Regions from separate parts of the Sus scrofa genome. Here region 2 is linked to region 1. Evidence: chromatin contacts called from public HiChIP or PLAC-seq data. All regions are on one chromosome and are shown on one strand. Each heading gives the region's core, a stretch centred on a gene start, on an enhancer-like site or on the middle of the called end of the contact. The rest is flanking DNA. Distances are from core to core; before and after follow the strand shown.

Evidence for each region. HiChIP or PLAC-seq counts read pairs in DNA pulled down with a chosen protein or histone mark.
Region 2: an H3K27ac HiChIP or PLAC-seq map of alveolar macrophages shows a contact between it and region 1. The contact joins two enhancer-like sites. A contact is called at or near these places in 1 of 5 promoter capture datasets (liver) and 1 of 2 datasets of contacts at active chromatin or transcription factors (alveolar macrophages).

What each region holds. Positions count from the first base shown.
Region 1 is chr6:14,981,996-14,988,170 of Sscrofa11.1, forward strand. It overlaps HP (haptoglobin), which reads left to right. Exons shown (of 5, transcript NM_214000.2): 2 at 1-6; 3 at 302-403; 4 at 1,085-1,159; 5 at 2,325-3,250. The coding sequence ends at 3,103. TXNL4B (a long non-coding RNA gene) reads right to left here. Exons shown (of 3, transcript XR_002344529.1): 3 at 3,068-6,175. Among named protein-coding and RNA genes, the nearest start is that of HP, 4.7 kb to the left of the region's middle. Within about 2 kb of position 3,681, at least 5 of the 83 cell types and tissues checked have an H3K27ac peak or open chromatin away from gene starts, as enhancers often do. A contact at or near this core is called in alveolar macrophages and liver, where this site is marked.
Region 2 is chr6:15,961,177-15,967,351 of Sscrofa11.1, forward strand. No RefSeq gene overlaps it. Among named protein-coding and RNA genes, the nearest start is that of ZFHX3, 23 kb to the left of the region's middle. Within about 2 kb of position 2,900, at least 47 of the 83 cell types and tissues checked have an H3K27ac peak or open chromatin away from gene starts, as enhancers often do. A contact at or near this core is called in alveolar macrophages and liver, where this site is marked.

The DNA.
Region 1 (6,175 bases), core at 2,431-4,930:
CCACAGGTGGGCCTCTGCGTTGGGGCGGAACAGCCCACCCCAGCACTGCCAGATCCCACCCGGACCCTGTCGGATCTGTTACCCCTATTTGGGAAGAGCCAACTGCTCCTTCCCTCCTAAGCTCTGGTCTTTCAGCAGCAGGAATACTGGGGACACAGCCAGAAATAAGGGGAGGGTGCTCTCCCCTGGGCTTCCACGTGGGGTGGAGGGAGGTGGATGTGCCAAGCAGCTTCTTCTCATCTTTCTGGGTCTCCAGGGCAGATTCAAAATACAAACCTTCTTCTCCTGTTTTTCTTTGCAGATGACAGCTGCCCAAAGCCCCCTGAGATCCCAAAGGGCTACGTGGAGCACATGGTTCGCTATCACTGCCAAACCTACTACAAACTGCGCACGGCAGGAGATGGTACGGCCTGGATGAGTATCTCTGGGCCCTCTCCCATCCCACCGTTCCCATGACTGGAGCCAGGATGACTGGCCAGAGAGTTCATGGGTTCTCTCTGGAGCCAAGAGATTAAGATTCTAATAAGGATTTTGTCACCGGTAGCCATGGCCTTTTGGGCAAATGAACTTTTCTCAGCCTCAAGTTTCCTCCCCTGTTAAGGATGATATCACATGGCCCACCCATCTCAGACTGAAACCTACACCCACAAAAGGCAATGTGGGAGAGGAACAAATGACGGTGACAGTGACGGTAGGGGCGTGTACCTACGGAGCTCTCACTCCTGGCACCATTCAGTGCTTTGCACCTGTCTGTGCGCCTGGTCCTCACAGAACCCTCTGAGGAGGTACCATTATCATGCCCATTTTGCCGCTGATAATGCTGAGGCTTAGGAAGGCTGAGTAATTTGCCCAAGTTCAGGGAGCCCGTAAGAAGGAGAGTAAGGATTTGAACCCTATGCTGACAGCACACTCTCCAGGGCTACCACGACTACAATTCTGTCCTGCTGGGCTTCACTGGCGTCCCCAGCAGTACAGCGCCCCTCTCCTTCCGGCTTCTCTGCTGCTGCTCTTTAAATAGCTTCTCTCCCCGCACCAGGTCCAGATACAATTTCTCTTTAGGCTCATTTCTTTCCGTTTGTTTCAGGAGTGTACACCTTGGACAGTAATAAGCAGTGGACAAATAAGGTCACTGGAGAGAAACTGCCTGAATGTGAAGCAGGTAGGAAGCAGGCACCTTGGGAAGCAGACAAGGGTTGGGGGGCGGGAGCATGGGCAGGCACCGGGCCGAAATGTCCTAGAGACGCATCCTCCCTGTGTGGTCTCCTCTGGGCACACAAGGGCCGAGGCGAGGGACCAGGGAGACCCATGGATGACAGGGGGGGAAGCCATGCCTTCCCATACAGTTCATGAGGATCTCATTCACTTGGGCCTGCGGGGCATGACTGAATCTGCTGACTGCACTGCCCAGGGAGGATCCGCTAGGCTTGGGTCAAGGGTAAAGCAAGTTCCAAGAACAAGTCGAGGGAGGGGTTAAAAAAATCCTAATCTATGGGAGCATGCATGATAACGAGAGGCGGAGACGGGGCGGACCTCCTGCCTGTCACCAGGAGGAGCTGTTGCTCTCCCCTCTCCCTCTGGGAACAGGAGGATCTTGGCTACCCTCTTCTGCTGCCAGGGACTCGGAACTGCTAAGGGCCTGGTTTGAACTGCAGTATCTATTAAGATCTGGGTTCCAGCCAGTGCTGCTTCAGATCCCTCTTTATTCAGAGGGATTATTACAGCTCCTTGCCTTTGCAAAGATTTTCAGGGAATTATGGAGATGCTTTGTTGTGACAAACTGTTTAAATATACATACAGGAGTTCCCTGGTGGCCTAGTGGTTAAGGATCTGGTGTTAGCAAAGCAGGAAATAGAATTCTTAGTGATGTAAACATTCTTTTAAAAAGAACCATTTCAAACTGTAAACACTGGGAACGAGGGGATCACATGGTAAGGGCAGAGCATGTAAACATCTAACTCTGAATAAATGCACAATGACAGTTTAGTCTTGTCTTTCTTTTTAGGGCCGCAACCGCAGCATATGGAGGTTCCCAGGCTAGGGGTCAAACTGGAGCTGTAGCTGCCAGCCTACACCACAGCCACAGCAATGCCAGATCTGAGCCCTGTCTTCGACCTACACCACAGCTCACGACAATGCTGAATCCTTAACCCACTGAGAGAGGCCAGGGATTGAACCCGAGTCCTCAAGGACACCCATTACCACTGAGCCACAACGGGAACTCCAACAATGACAGTTTAGACGGCAGCAAGTCGATACTTTTACTCTTCTTTCCCAGTTGGGAGCTTCTCACACTCGGCCCATAACTTTCTTGCTCTCCTCGACAGTGTGCGGGAAGCCCAAGAACCCAGTGGATCAGGTGCAGCGGATCATGGGTGGCTCGCTGGACGCCAAAGGCAGCTTCCCCTGGCAGGCTAAGATGATCTCCCACCATAACCTCACCTCGGGGGCCACGCTCATCAATGAACAGTGGCTGCTGACCACGGCTAAGAATCTCCGCTTGGGTCATAAAAATGATACAAAAGCAAAAGACATTGCTCCTACTTTAAGACTCTATGTGGGAAAGAAACAGGAGGTGGAGATTGAGAAGGTGATTTTCCATCCTGACAACTCCACGGTAGACATCGGGCTCATCAAACTCAAGCAGAAGGTGCCCGTTAATGAGAGGGTGATGCCCATTTGCCTCCCTTCTAAAGATTATGTGAATGTGGGGCTTGTGGGCTACGTGTCTGGCTGGGGGCGAAACGCCAACCTCAACTTTACGGAGCATCTGAAGTATGTCATGCTGCCGGTGGCTGACCAAGAAAAATGTGTACAGTACTACGAAGGCAGCACCGTGCCAGAGAAGAAGACACCCAAGAGCCCGGTGGGGGTGCAGCCCATCCTGAACGAGCACACCTTCTGCGCCGGCTTGTCCAAGTACCAGGAAGACACCTGCTACGGCGACGCCGGCAGCGCCTTTGCTGTTCACGACAAGGATGATGACACCTGGTACGCGGCTGGGATCCTGAGCTTCGACAAGAGCTGTCGTACGGCGGAGTACGGTGTGTATGTAAGGGTGACCTCCATCCTGGACTGGATTCAGACAACCATAGCTGACAACTGAGGCCGCCAGCCTGGGCCTGAAAGGACGAGGGAAAACTGGACGGGAGCGGAGGGGAGAAAACGTGGTGTGAAGCTGCCGGGTTCCAGCCCCACATCGCTGAGTCAGTCAATAAAGAGCTTCCTTTGATTCCCTCCTGTGCTGTCTGTAGCCTTGAGCTGTTTTCATTCTCTCATTTATGGTACAGCCACAGCGGAGTGGTCTAGAGACTACAGGGAGTGGGTCAGAAGACACCCCAGGCCAACTGGCAATCCCTCAGGTGACAAGCACTGTCCCCTCCGGGGCTCATGCTCACTGAATGAGGCGCCTATGGGATGGCAGGCCTCAGGGGGGAGGTCACTGGTATCGTTTTACAGACAAGCAAACAGACTCAGAGAAGTTAAGTGATTTGCTTAAAGTTACACAGCTATCAAGTAGTGAAGCCCAACCTTGAACCTAGGTCTGTCTGAATCCAAGTCCCGAGCTCTTTCCACTGCCTTCTTTGGCTTCTTCGGAGTGAAATGGGAGACAGAGTACAGGCTGGTGAGGAAGCGGCCAGCTCAAAATGGGATGAAAACAAGTGTTTCGACACTTGGCTGTTTGTCTTTCAACACACCAGCTCTTTAGACCACAGAGTAAGATGGTGTAAAGGCAGGATCTCTGGACTGGCTGGGTCCAGGTCATAGCTGGACAATACACTTGCCAAGTTCCTGAAGCTCCCTGCCCACCGGGTCCCCGGACTTTCCTATGATGGGCTTAAGCCGGACGATCCCTCAGTGCCCACAAGTAATCACCCTGGGACACTGGGTAAAGTTAGAAGTCTCTTCCTCAGGGAGCGCTGCTTTTCCCACGTGGAAGAAACCTACCCTTTACCAGGAGTCAAGATGCAAGCTGTTTGAGTCTTTCATTTCACAAAGATAAGATCTTGCTATTAAGGGTTTCCCAGAAAAAAAGGTTGCAGAACCCAGAACACAAAGCTCTTCTTCAAAGCGCAGCTCTCACTGAACTCTTTCTTGCTGTAAGCCTTCGTTCAGCACAATGAACGAAGGCTTTGCCAATATCCCCTCTGTCACACCAAAACGTGGCCTCTCCTTCTCGTGGTTTAGAATGTCACCGGATGTCACTACTCTCAAGAGGGTTCTGCCTTCACTGTGCTGTTCTTCTCACATGCACTTTCCAGCGCCATCAGTAATTTTCTACGGGTCAGAGCTGGTAGGCCAGTGAAGGACCTAGACCTATGTCCTAGAACCCGTGAGAGGGATCAGAGTGAGTGGTAGTACCTTCAGCATTAGGTTTTCTTGAAGAATAATCGGCTTATACTAAGCGGCTTCTACTCACCACTCGGGAGGAAAATAGTAAGAGAAAACCTCTGGCATCTTCTCGATCCATTTATCCCCTCTGCCTCCCTCCCCAGCAGCACCTTCCACCCGCCTGGCCTTGGCCTTGGGCTTCAGCGACACTGAACTCTGTGGAACCCTCTCGACACGCTGCTGCCTCGGGCCCCTGCGCCTTCCCCCCACCCCGCACCCCCACGCCCTCTCCTGAAATGCCCTCCCCCTTTCTCCAGGAGTACCTCCTACTTTCCTTTAAGGCTCAGGTCCCGTCTCTCCTAAGAAGCCTTTTTTCCATGCAACAGTCACTCGTTTTTATGTAGCATCTGGCCTAAGACAGGGCACACAGTATGTACTTAATAAAAACTTGTGGAATGGGGAGCAACTAAGATGGGAACAAAAACAAAAGCCATGACTTTAGAGCAATATTCCCTAAAGCCCTCAGGAGAGAAGAGATGAGATGCTTACACACACAGATTATTTTTGCTGGTATCAGAGCAAAAACCTTCCACACATCAAATGCTCTGTGGCTTAGGTCATGAGGGACAGACTACAGTGACGGGCAGGGAGGGCGTTTTATCCTCACAGAAGTCTGGAGGGAGGCAGGTCCAGAGTCCGCTCAGTAGCTCAGGCTCATCGGTAGGGACCCAGGCTCTTTTCTCTCTTTTTTTTTTTTGGTCTTTTTGGGGCCGCACCCATGGTATATGGAGGTTCCCAGGCTAGGGGTCCAATCGGAACTACAGCTGCCAGCCTACACCACAGCCATAGCCACGCCAGATCCAAGCCTCGTGTGTGTGTGTGACCTACACCACAGTTCACAGCAACACCAGATCCTTCACCCACTGAGTGAGGCCGGGGATCAAACCCACATCCTCACGGATCCTAGTCAGGTTCGTTAACCGCTGAGCCACAACAGGAACCCAGGACCTAGGCTCTTTTTACTGGTCTTCTTGGCATGTTCACTGTCCATCCGGGCTGGCTGCCTTCTGGTCCTAAGACGGCTGCTGTAGCCCATGCGTCACGACTACCATGAAAGCAGGAAGCGGGGGCCAAAAGACGGAGGTGGTGGTGAAAGGGTTTTGTGATCTCATTCTGGGAGTGGCTCTCTCCTTTACAAACAAAGGCCACCACGGTCAGTCCAGCAGCCTTCCTTCTATGCCATGCCTGTCAGAACTAGGCTCCATGGTCACCGCTCCCCAGAAAGCACTTGGCAAAGGGGGACGGACCTGCAGCAACACTGCTGCCCTGCACAGTACTGGGCTTTTGTTGGCAAGGTGGCCAGTAGCAGCTCCTTGCGTGCCGCCTGGTGCACTGCCCTCTGCCTCTGCATCTATCCTCTTACCCTAGGAAGTCAGTACCATTAGCCCCCATGAGGTTTTGAGAGGAGCAGGAACTTGTCCAGTGGTGTCTCCTGGAAGAACAAGAATGCCTCATAAAATTGTTAAAACAGGCAAATCCTATAAAGATGGTATTTCTTTCTCATAATTCTGAGCTCTTTCCAGGCTTGAGTCCTTGAAGTACAATTTCCTGTCTCTGAAAGACGTCTGCTCCTACTCACTGAGGGTAGTTAGTTCTTTGTTTAGCTCCACTTGAGTGCTGGATGGTAAAGACTCAAGTTCTCACTTCTTGGGCAATTTATTAACATAAACGCTGGTAAAATGAGCAAACCAGGATACCTTTAAAAGTCTGAGCCTGAAAGGCTGGAAGATAAACAAACTTGCCCGATTATCAGTAGAGAATTATTTTTTCCAAGAGAAACTGGGAT
Region 2 (6,175 bases), core at 1,650-4,149, 980 kb after region 1:
GTATTCACATCTCCCAGTGGCCCTGGGAAATGGGTATTAATAGTCCCATTTTATGGATGAGAAACATCAGACTCAGAGATTAAGATTGCAAAGCTATTCAGGGCTCCAACTGGATGTGAATCCAGCTCCCATCTGGCTTTAAAGCTATTTCAATTACACCAGCTGCCTCTTGTTAAGGTAGAGAACCAGGGGCCCCGGGGGAAAATGTAAGAGAGATGTGCAGTGCCAGGGGCTGAGCAGAGGGCAAGAAAAATACTCTGGGATGGGTCCTCTGGTTGGGACATGGGTTCCAGGCTGGATTCAAAGCTAGGAGTCAGGCTACGGAAGGTCATGGAGGATGCTGTCAACAGGCCAGACAGAAAGGACCGTGAAACACAACAGCATGACCAAGCCCCCAGGGGGATGGCAACATATTAGTACCCCCAAAACAGTTGCCCAGGGTTCCCCCGAATCTGCAGGCCTGCCTTGGTCCTAAGAGGGAAAGTTCATACCCGGCCTTTTTTGTTTCTCTTTGTAAATTTTCTTACTGTGTCTGAAGCGCAGACAAATTTCTAACTTCTGTGAGTCAGCAGGCTAACAGGAAGGGATGATCAGATGACCAATTACTCATGAACAAATATGAGGAAATCCAGAAAACTGGGAAGAAGAGAGGGCAGCGACAGCCAAATGGCAGGCCTCTGGAGGGTCCCCTGGTCACTCTAAGGCTGGCCCAGGAGCTCAGTTTTGCAGGCCTTGGTGGGGCAGGAAGCTCTGGGTTGGGTGGGGTGAAATCGGGGAGGGTCTGTATAGCTGCAGGCCTGCAGCTCCCTCAGAACAAGAACACCTGCTCTGTGGATATGAGATTTGCCCTGGGAGGGTCTTCCCCAACCTCTGGCTACCAGCCACTGAAACACTGCTTCTAGGGGCTCTGCAGCCAGGGGACGTGGTAGGCAGAGCTGGTGAAAGCTGATGTCTCCTAGCTATGTTTAGCCGGGTTGACCTGGGCTGAAACTGCACAAGTGTGAGTGTGTGCAACTGGGCAGGGCCGGCCAGGCCCCTGCCGAGGGGCTGCTGAAAGCCTTGTTAAGGAAGTACTCCTGAGCAGGCAATCCAGTTACATAATGCTGCAAAAATAACCCTGGGCTGGGAGTCTTGTCCGAGTGACGTATTTTGTTAACGGAGAGGGGTATCAAATATCTATCTTTCAACCCAAGAGCTGAAAGTACACTTGTGACACGGAGGGGACCTCCCCTCCCCCCAAGGAAAGGGGGATGTTGAAGGCAGGCACAGATGAGGGAGAAGCAGCAAGGATGCACATTTTTCTCTCTCTTTTTCCAGGTGCAACTAAAGCCATCTGTTCACCTTAGCTATATTCTGCCGACTCCCAAGTTCGGGGACACCGTCACAGACACTCCAGTTCCCCTTGCAGTGCTCCCTGCTCTGCAAGCATCAGGGAAGGCTGAGGGAAAGGAATGAAATGAGAGCAAGGAGAAAGGAGGAGAAAAAGAGTGAGAGGACTTTGTTTTGTTTGTTGGTGGGCCACGGTGGGGACAAGTTATCTTCTTATTTCTATTCCCACTAGACTAGGCCTCCCGATACTGTGACCAACTGGTCCCACTTTGCCCAAGATGGTCCTATATTTAAAACTGACCCCAGGAATGCCCTCCATCCTAGAAAACTGATTGAGGAGAGCTGGTCACTCTCCTTCCCACAGGCTTTGGCCAAATTCCCACGAGGACAGAGAAAATTATGACCAAAATAAGGTAGTTCCTTTCAATTCAAAATTATTCAAAGAATGACCTCACTAAGCTATTCCATCAGAGATGCAAAGGTCCTGTTTCCAGGAATTTGTTTTTTTGTCTTTTCTGGGGCTGCACCCGAGGCGTATGGAGGTTCCCAGGCTAGCGGTCTAATTGGAGCTGTAGCCCACCAGCCTAGGCCACAGCCACAGCCACACCAGATCCGAGCCACGTCTGCGACCTACACCACAGCTCATGGCAACGCCGGATCCTGCACCCCCTGAGCAAGGCCAGGATCGAACCCGCAACCTCTTGGGGAATTCATCCAGGAATTTGAAAAAAAGAGCCATACACCTCTCCTCACCCCTGCCATGTTGGATTCTAGAGCTTTCCAGGTGGAAAATTTACCTGTCCCATCCACTCTGCTTTTCAGATAAAGTTTCCAGACATCTAAGATGCCCTGCCCTGTTTTGCTTGGGAGCTGTTTTACATCATTTTGGAAAAAAAAAAAAAAAAACCTAAAAAACAAAAAACTCTATTTGAAGTCACAGTAACTTGCTTTTTCTTTTTTTTTTTTCCACCTAATCTCTTCCATGGGGTCTCAATTCCTCCTGTGGCACCACAGTCACATACCGAGCTGTATCAAACGCCCTTAAAATAGTCACCTTGAGTCTGTTAGCATTTTCTTTTTCCTAATCTTGATAATCACAGCATCTGATCCTTCCGTTCTAAACTGCAGCCTTCCAATCCACCCTTAATCTAGACCTATCTGACCCTCTTCCAAAGGAGACAGACGAGGATCAGCATCACCCCGAGCTCCCCCGCCCCACAGCATCTGAGCTTGAATTTCCATTCATCCCAACCTCCATGCTTTTTTAAAAAATCAAAATGTCTCTGAACTCCTTGAGCTAATTTTAAAAGCAAGTAGCTTTCCCTCCCTGAGTCATATTCTTGGGGCTCGTAAAAATGTAGTTCCACTCGGAGACCACCTTGTCACAAACGTGCAAAAAAAAAAAACAAAACAAAAAAAACAACCCTCTGTTTCGGACGCCGCAGAGAGGAAAGGGTGAAACGGCAGCGCCTCCCGCCCTCCCCCCCCCCCCCCCAGCAGGCTCGGCCTTTATGGAGTCTATTTCCAGTCTGTTTACCTGGCAGGGACCACGTGACCAATCCAGAAGGAAATGCTGACATCATTGTCTCTCTCACATGTGCGGCCTCCCCCCCTCGTCCCTCCGTCCCTCCCAGCGCCGCGCCGCCGCCGCATTCCGGCATCCATCCCTCTCTCGCCACCGGCCTCCTCCCCCACCACTCGCGCCTTCTCCCACTTATTTCTCTGTCTTTCTCCTGGCACACTTTCCTTTGTTTTCTCTTTCCTTGCAGGCTCTCTCCTAGACCGTCCTGGACGGACACACACACACACGTGCGCGCGCGCGCACACACGCGCACACACACACACACACACTCCTCCATGCCCTTTTCCTTTCCTTCAATAAGCCTTTCTTCCTCTTTTATTCTTTCAGATCTGTGGCCATTGAGTCTTCACTCTGTTTTAAAAATACACTTCCTCTTTCTCTATAGGTTGGAGATTTCTTTAAAAAAAAAAAAAAAAGTCTGGAAGGCTTAGAAAACCTTCCAGATCCAGGGTGGGGGAAGGGCAGAGCAAGGCTGCGCGTCCAGCCCCTCAATTTCCTGCTCCAGTGGGCTTGGAGATGTAGGTGTTGGGGGGTTGGTCAAACAGGCCTTCTTTTTTTCTTTTCCACCTTCCCTCTTCCAGGTTCCCTCTGGCATTTCCACAGACCCCCTTCCCTCCCCGCAGCCAGACCCATATCCTGGCGGCCCTTGGCCTTGTGCAGGGTGGGGGGTGGGGAGCATGTGTCCCTCGGCTCCTCATTTTGCCCAGGGGGCGTAGGAGGCAGCTCAGCATCCTTCCAACCTGGGACCCTGGGAACTGGAAAGACACAGGAGGCAGGGAGGAAGGCATCCAGGCAGGTGCCTCCCACCCTGTTCAAAGGGTTGTTTACTCAAGGAACCTGTGTCAGGGCTCTGGGGTTGCTCCCAGAAAGCTTGCTTGGTGCACGTGGGCACAGAGCTGGAGCACACCATTTAGAGGAACTGTTTAATAAAGACACGGGGGCCTCCAACAGTTTATTTACCCTTACAGAAAGGTGGCCGTAGGGTGCCCCCTGGAAACTGCTTCAAAAGAAGAGCACAAGGGAGTGAGGCCAGAGGGTGAAACAACCAGGGCAGAATCATGGAATGGCTGGCCCGGCCAAGGGTCAGAACACACATGCTCATCTGCCCTTCTGCTCCCACCTCTCACCCCAGGCTGTTCTCTGCTGGGTTCGTACACCTTGTGGGTTGGGATGAGCCAGTGCAGCAGAAGGGGGAATGGGGAGGTCATGCAGAGGTGAGGCCATTCAGGAATCATTCTTTCAGACGTGAACTCATAATCCCCAACACGCATAAAGATGGAGCTCTACCAGGGGGATGTGCGTTCATGGGCATTTTTACCACTGGATTATATGGACAATCAGAAATACAACATCCTGTGGGAGAGGACCCTAGTAAAATTTAGAGAAGGGACTTTCAACACCAAAACAGTCCTTGTCTTCAATGTGCACATGTATTCCTATTTTTTTTTTTCTTTTTCTTTTGGCCATGCCTGAGGAATGCAGAATTTCCTGGGCCAGGGATCGAACCTGTGCCACAGCAGTGACAACATTGGGTCCTTCACCCACTGAGCCACCAGGCATCTCTACACGCCTGTTTCTGGAGGAACATTTCCAGTACTGTGTGTGTTAACATGGCCCTAGTGGCATTGCTGTGGCTGTGGTGCAGGCCGGCAGCTGCAGCTCTGATTTGACCCCTAGCCTGGGCACCTCCATATGCCGCAGGTGCAGCCCTAAAAAGCAAAAGCAAAAAAAAAAAAAAAAAAAAAAAAAAAGTCCTGGCAGCCAGTAAGGAGAAAATTCGGATATTATGAGGTTACCTTCTGGAGCCCTTGTCACAGATCAATGTACAATGCTGGCAGAAGGGTCTGGTTCAGTAGGTCCGGTTACAGATATGTCTCCTCAGGCATGTGAGGATCTAAACCCTCTTTGGACATGCTGGAAATCCAGAACTTTCTATATGTTGTAGAAGTTCTAGTTTTAAACGTCGAAATGTTATAGGCCAAGGACTTGCTGTTTTGATTCGTCAGTGAGGTAGATAGATAGATAGCACTGTTGGTCAATGAATGATTTCTGTGGCTTTTGAAACCAGCATAAAGTGGTGTCGACATCATTCAATGTCATTCTTCTCTTCTCCATGAACATTTATAGAGTCCTTCCTGAATGAGAGGGAGCACAGGTTCCTGGCTGTGCGCTTGAGGTGCCTATGTCATGGAGTCTCTGCTGCAAAATTATCATCAGTTGTCAAAGTGAAGGCCAAGTGGTAGAGAGAAGGGATAGAGGGTGATGGGAATTATGCAGAAAACATAGAAGGGTTCTAGATCTTTCCACCTTGGATAGATCTGGGAAAGGACATCTGGGAAGTCCTTTCCCCATCCTCGAGTCTAGCTCAGGCTCACCACCTCACATGGACCTGCCCCTGCCCCCATGTTGAAGTCCACCTCATCTAGTTGCTCATATTCAGCTGTCTGGGTAGCTATTCTGGATTTGTTTACAACTATCTAGGTGCCCAAACAGCATCAATAAGATCTGTTTGGCAGTACCTGTGATGATGTGAAAATGCATGTGTGTTTATGAATAGATGTGTATTCTTGCTGTGGGTCACCCCACCTGCTTCCCCAAGGACAGGCACCACAAGGAGCTTACACTGTACACATCGCCATAAATGCCCAGTGTGCTTGCTGGTACTCCATGATGTGCCTGTGTGCCATGGGGAAGAGGAAGACGAGGATGATGTTGATGATGACACTGGATTGCCAGTGATTCTAGGATGAAAACCGTTTTGAGCACAGAGATATGCATAACAAAGACAGAATGAATGAACAAAGCTAATGACTTCCACCGAGCGTTTTTTCTGAGATCTGGTTCCTTATTTTTATTTTTTGGTCTTTTTAGGCTCGCACCATGGCATATGGGACTTCCCAGGCTAGGGGTCGAATCAGAGCAACAGCTGCTGGCCTATATACCACAGCCACAGCCACACCCACACTGGATCCGGAACCCACTGAGCGGGGCCAGGGATTGAATGAACCCTTGTCCTCACAGGTATTAGTTGGGTTTGTTCCTGCTGAGCCACCACAGGAACTCTGATTCTTTATTTTCATTTAAAAAAATATTCACTCCAGAGTTCCCTGGTAGCCGAGTGATTAAGGACTTGGTGTTGTCACTGCTGTGGTGCAGGTTTGATCCTTCACCCGGAAGTTCTGCAGACTGTGGGTGTAGCACCTGCCCAAATTTACTCTATTATTACTTATTAAAAGAAACAGTCTCAACTACTGAGCCTGCAGG